2 separate regions of the Mus musculus genome follow, and region 2 is linked to region 1. A link is a contact called in public HiChIP or PLAC-seq data. All regions are on one chromosome and are shown on one strand. Each heading gives the region's core, a stretch centred on a gene start, on an enhancer-like site or on the middle of the called end of the contact. The rest is flanking DNA. Distances are from core to core; before and after follow the strand shown. Region 1 overlaps Nova2 (NOVA alternative splicing regulator 2). Region 2 holds the start of Six5 (sine oculis-related homeobox 5).

What was found. HiChIP or PLAC-seq counts read pairs in DNA pulled down with a chosen protein or histone mark.
Region 2: an HNF4G HiChIP or PLAC-seq map of pancreatic cancer cells shows a contact between it and region 1. The contact joins the promoter of Six5 here to the enhancer-like site in region 1. A contact is called at or near these places in 5 of 39 promoter capture datasets (embryonic stem cells, liver and pre-B cells), 2 of 115 datasets of contacts at active chromatin or transcription factors (embryonic stem cells and pancreatic cancer cells) and 1 of 9 other capture datasets (adipose tissue).

Annotation. Positions count from the first base shown.
Region 1 is chr7:18,946,450-18,949,694 of GRCm38.p6, forward strand. The region is part of intron 2 of Nova2 (NOVA alternative splicing regulator 2); the gene reads left to right. Among named protein-coding and RNA genes, the nearest start is that of Gm38952, 9.5 kb to the right of the region's middle. Within about 2 kb of position 1,837, at least 39 of the 459 cell types and tissues checked have an H3K27ac peak or open chromatin away from gene starts, as enhancers often do. A contact at or near this core is called in adipose tissue, embryonic stem cells and pancreatic cancer cells, where this site is marked.
Region 2 is chr7:19,093,291-19,096,160 of GRCm38.p6, forward strand. Six5 (sine oculis-related homeobox 5) reads left to right here and starts at 1,254. Exons shown (of 3, transcript NM_011383.1): 1 at 1,254-2,128. The coding sequence starts at 1,347. It overlaps Dmpk (dystrophia myotonica-protein kinase), which reads left to right. Exons shown (of 15, transcript NM_001379257.1): 15 at 1-531.

The DNA of each region.
Region 1 (3,245 bases), core at 587-3,086:
ACCAATGTTGAGCTAAGGTTTCCGTACATGCACTTGTCTGTTTCACAAAGCTAAACCTACCCAGCCTTTAACCCCAGAGAGAAGGAGTCAGAGCATGCAAAAAAAGTGCCTTATCTTGGTAATGAAGCCCAAAAGCTCAGGTTCAATCCTTCCGGATCTTTCATGATTAAGTGAAGAACTGAAAAGCAGTAAGTACTGACGCAAGCCACAAACACTCCTGATCACTTACCTCATAAAGCTAAAATGCCACCAGAGCTGGGGCATGTGTAAAAAGCTCTGGGCCTGACTCCCATAGGCAAAACACAAGTGTGTGTATGGCGATCTTCATAATTGTTATTGATTTATAACATAGCTGCACCAAAGTGCAAACTCTTAAGCATCTACCTAATGACTTTATTCATATTCTTTCTTAACTTTCAAAGCAAAGTCTCAAAGCTGGAGAGGTGGCTGAGTGACCAAGAGCACTGGCTGTTTGTCCAGAAGAACCAGGTTCAGTTCCCAGCCCCCCACATGGTAACTTACAACCATCTCTCAGCTCCAGTCCCATGGGATCCAACAGCCCCTTCTGGCCTCCATCCAGGCAAACACTCACACGCTTACAGTGAAAATAAACAAATCTTCAAAAGCAAAGCTTCAGGGCTGGGGAGGTGGCTGAGCAGTTAAAACCACTTGCTGCTCTTTCAGAGGACTTGAGTTCGATTCCCAGCACCCACATCAGATAACTCATAGACACACACCTGCAACTCCAGTTCCAGGGCATATGCACTCTCTTCTGGTACACACACACACACATACACACACACTCTCTCTCTCTTCTGGTACACACACTCACACACACACGCACGCACACAGGCACTCAAAAACAAGTCTAAGCCAAGCACATTTAAAAAGATAAAATAAAATAAAAAGTAAAAGCAAAGGCTTTGCTGTGCATGCCCCCCCATGGTTGTTCATTCACGTGTGCGCACGTACACACGTGAACTCATACACCCACACATGCATAGGGCTAATAACTCAGTCTCAAATTTAACACTGAATGAACTGAGATTTAGAAGGCAGAACCCACACTAGGTATGGTGGTGTATATGTGTCATCAAAATATTTGGTAAGCTGGGGCAGGGGGGTAGCAGGTTCAAGACCAATCTAGGCTACCTAGCAAGACATTGCTTCAAAGCAAAAACAAAATGGCAGAAACTTGCAAATATGGGTACCTGAGTTCGAATCCTAGACCCCATGGCAGCCGGGTGTGGTAGGGTATGTAATCCTAACACTGCTGTGACTACATGGGGAGGCAGGTAGAGGAGAATCTCCAAGTGTTTGTGGGAGACTTACGTCTGTCCTACTGTGTACTGGGGAAAAAGACACCCTACCTCAAATGAAGTGAAAGACAAAGACCAACAGGTGAGGTTGTCCCCTGAACCACACATACACACACACACACACACACACTGTCTCTGATGATTCTGTACCATGGGTGATCTGGGACAAGACCAGAGTTCTCCGTGTCCTTAGCTGGACATCAAGGCAGCTGAGCCATGGCCTATCTCCTGTGTCAGCGAACAAACTGAAACCAAGTCCTCAGAACAGTGCCCAGCGTTGAGCGTTATGTAACCCCCGGCTGTTATTACAGGTCACTTCTTAAGGATTTAACAGGGTCCCCTTACCAAGCTCTTCTGGACCCCAGGGAAAGAACTACATGGGGGTGGGTATGCACAGGCTTCCTGAGTTAGAAGGAAGCCCTACAGAAATGGCGACCCTGGCCACTTCTCCCATGCTATCCTCTGGGTTGCCCTTCTCCCCCACCACCATCCCCACCCTCATTCCTAGCCTGATCCACACCCTTTCCTATTTACACCCAGACAGAGGCAGCCTACAGCTGACTCACCCTTGGCCCAGACCGAGCTATTGTTCTTGGGTGGAGTGGGACATAAAAGTGAGGACCATGTTGCCGAGGGCAAGGGCAGGAGCTGTCAGCATCACGGTTGGCCAACAGACAGGGACACCCCAGACCCATGACAGTGTCGTCAAAGGGCCAGACTGAGAGATAACAAGGGCAGGCCAGGGTTGTACACCTGGCACACCGCTCTGAAGTGCTCCACAGACAAAGACACTCAGCACTAAGTGTCCCAGACACACAGGCACAGGACCTGGCACACATTCAAAACCTTTTACAGACCCAGGGAGCTGACCATACAAGCTGAGTCCCTCCCGGGGACAGAGGTGCTCACACATCACGTTAAAGAGGCCCAGGTACACCAAGGCTCTCATATTCACACACAGGTCAGGTGCAATTGAGGGTTCTTTGTCTCTAAAGTGTATACGCTTGGAAATGTGCACATGCCATCTGAGCAGCCTCATACAGACATTTATGTCTGTCTGTGTCCTCATCAAGCCAGTAAAAGGATGGTGACTGAGTCCTCTGTGTGTGTACATGTGTGTGTGTGCGTGTGTGTGTGTTTATACACGCTAATATTTTTACACCACATGCTGATCACCCAGGCAGCCTGGGAACACTTAGAGGGGTGCGCTGTCCTTATGTCTTGCTCCCACAGATGCAAACCCACACTGCCAGTGGACAGGGTTCAGTCACTGCACAGCCTCTGTTGCTTACATGCTAATAATGTCTTCCCACTTCAAGCCTTGTTACTCCAGTCGTTGTATTATATTACCTGTTTTGGTGTGTGTGTTGCTGGGGGTTGAATCCAGGAACTAATACAAACTAAGCAAGTACCTGACTGAGTTATACCCATAACCCCTATTGGGAGATTCTGGGCAAGTGTTGGTTTTAGGAGTCTACTTCTAAGTCACGCTCCCAGCCCCTCACTGGGTATTCTAGACAGGTGCTCTACCACTGAGCCACGCCCCCAGCCCCTCACTGGGTATTCTAGACAGGTGCCCTACCACTGAGCCACGCCCCCAGCCCCTCACTGGGTATTTTAGACAAGTGCTCTACCACTGAGCCACACCCCTAGACTTACCCTCGCTGGGGGATTCTAGGCAGGGGCTAAACCATAATCCAGGACACAGTGTGTTTCTATTGCAATCTCTTCTGGACTTTCTCTTAGACACACACCCAGAATGGTCATCTCTCCAACCCTGCCCAAGTACACAGAGATACTCTCACAGCTCCCTGAAGGCAGCCTCACAGGTACACACACAGATTGAAATGTCACCCATCATCTTTTCCCTCTGGTGCATATATTTCAGCATCACCCAGCTACTCTTATCCCCTTCCCCAATACACA
Region 2 (2,870 bases), core at 4-2,503, 150 kb after region 1:
GGAGGGAGGAACAGGGCTCGTGCCCAGCACCCCTGGTTCCTGCAGAGCTGGTAGCCACCGCTGCTGCAGCAGCTGGGCATTCGCCGACCTTGCTTTACTCAGCCCCGACGTGGATGGGCAAACTGCTCAGCTCATCCGATTTCACTTTTTCACTCTCCCAGCCATCAGTTACAAGCCATAAGCATGAGCCCCCTATTTCCAGGGACATCCCATTCCCATAGTGATGGATCAGCAAGACCTCTGCCAGCACACACGGAGTCTTTGGCTTCGGACAGCCTCACTCCTGGGGGTTGCTGCAACTCCTTCCCCGTGTACACGTCTGCACTCTAACAACGGAGCCACAGCTGCACTCCCCCCTCCCCCAAAGCAGTGTGGGTATTTATTGATCTTGTTATCTGACTCACTGACAGACTCCGGGACCCACGTTTTAGATGCATTGAGACTCGACATTCCTCGGTATTTATTGTCTGTCCCCACCTACGACCTCCACTCCCGACCCTTGCGAATAAAATACTTCTGGTCTGCCCTAAATCCCGCGCAATATCTCTGTTGTGGAAAGGAAACCGCCCCGCAGGCCAATGGAGAGTCCAATAGAGACAACCAATGGCTTGAGTGGGAGCTAGAGGGGAGGCAAAGCGCACGAATCAGGTTGAAGGGTGGGGCTTAGGCATCCAGCCAGTAGGAGAGAAGCAACAAGCCACCAGAGACACCACCGCCCCCCACCCTCCCCCCCAGCTGTGACCCAGCTGTGCCACTCAAGTTTGGAAAAAAGTAGGGGGTTGGGCCAGCAGCGGGCACACCATCTTCCCACTGCGCCTGCGCAAGCCACGCGCATCCGCTTTTTGGACCGACACTCCAGAAAAGTTGCTGCAAACTTTCTAGCGCGATTCCCCGCCCCTCCTCCCAGCTAGATCCACCGCCTACCCGCGGGGCCGGGAATTCCGAGGGGCGGAGCACGGCGCGGAGATGGGAAGGGAGGGGGCCCTTCAAGGGACCCGGGAGATGGGAGCGGCTTCGCGCCCTTAACCCTCCGGACGGCCCATTACCTTCTCCGTTGCTCTGATAGGGAAACTGAGGCCCTGAGTCAGAGGCACACAAGGGGGGAAGGCCAAAAGCGCGGCCAGAGACGGAGGGAAAACAAAGAATCCTGACAGCCCGGGAGGGGGGCGGACACACAGGGACAAGGACAGACCCGAGTGCAGAGCTGGGTCTAGTCTTTGGGAGGGGGCCAGAAGACTGCAAGGGGACCGGGGGGGGGGGCGGCGAGGAGGACTGGGCGGAGGAGGGGGCTGGGGAAGCCCGCGGGAGGCGGCAAAGGAGGGAGGAACTTTCCAAAGTTGCCAAACATGGCTACCTCGCCTGCGGAGCCGAGCGCGGGGCCCGCGGCTCGGGGGGAGGCGGCGGCGGCGACCGAGGAGCAGGAGGAGGAAGCGCGCCAGCTTCTGCAGACTCTGCAGGCAGCCGAGGGGGAGGCGGCGGCGGCCGGGGCGGGAGATGCGGCGGCGGCGGCGGACTCTGGGTCCCCGAGTGGCCCGGGGTCTCCCCGGGAGACCGTGACCGAGGTGCCCACTGGCCTTCGCTTCTCGCCCGAACAGGTGGCATGCGTGTGCGAGGCGCTGCTGCAGGCGGGCCACGCCGGCCGCTTGAGCCGCTTCCTGGGCGCGCTGCCCCCGGCCGAGCGCCTACGTGGCAGCGATCCGGTGCTGCGCGCGCGGGCCCTAGTGGCCTTCCAGCGGGGTGAATACGCCGAGCTCTACCAACTTCTCGAGAGCCGCCCTTTCCCCGCCGCCCACCACGCCTTCCTGCAGGACCTCTACCTGCGCGCGCGCTACCACGAGGCCGAGCGGGCCCGTGGCCGTGCGCTGGGCGCTGTGGACAAATACCGGCTGCGCAAGAAGTTCCCTCTGCCCAAGACCATCTGGGATGGCGAGGAGACCGTCTATTGCTTCAAGGAGCGCTCGCGAGCGGCGCTCAAGGCCTGCTACCGCGGCAACCGCTATCCCACGCCTGACGAGAAGCGCCGCCTGGCCACGCTCACCGGCCTCTCGCTTACACAGGTCAGCAACTGGTTCAAGAACCGGCGACAGCGCGACCGCACTGGGACCGGCGGTGGAGCGCCTTGCAAAAGGTGAGGGGGGAACCGACCCTCCTTCCTCGGTGGCCGCTGGAGTCTGCGCAAGTGACCCTTCACATCCCTCTTCGGTGGCGTCGGCGAGTGCATAGGCTGAGCGTGGAGAGACCAGGCACACCCTGGGTTCTCTGGGCATCACTGCCTCAGGGGCAGAGGTTGTTCCAGCTACTTCTAAGCTGGGAACGCAGTGCCAGGAATGGGGGGGGGGGCGGGGGCGGGACGGGCAGTGAGAAAAGTGAGGTATCCCTGGAGGAGCGGTAGTAAGGAAGGGAAAGGGGCCTTTGTCTAAGGCACCCAGGGTAGGGACCCGCTTTTGGGGCCTCTGCAACCTGGCCCCTCGGTAACCATTACTTACACCCACCCCCACGCCCCCTCCAGCCCAAACAGCGTGGTCTGTCGCTTGTCTTTGTTGTGAAACGTGAACCTTCTCCGGCTCCGGTTTCCCTGTAACCCAAGCCCTTCCCCTCCCACCTCAGCGCCAGGCCTCTAGCTCTGGTCTCTGACGCCGTGGGGGTGGGGGGTGAGGAAGAACTGGAGTAAAAGCTGCTGCCTCACTCCGCAGCCACGCGCCTGCCGACCCAGGGGACTTGGGGCAGTCTGGGTGCTCGGCTGCAGGCCAAGGCGACTGGAAAACTTTCCTCCAGCTTAGCATACCCGCCGCGCTGTCAACCCCAGCAGGCTTGTAGAGACCCTGGGATTTGGGTGGGTTCTTTGAAGGGCTAAAATAGTTAATCGGAGC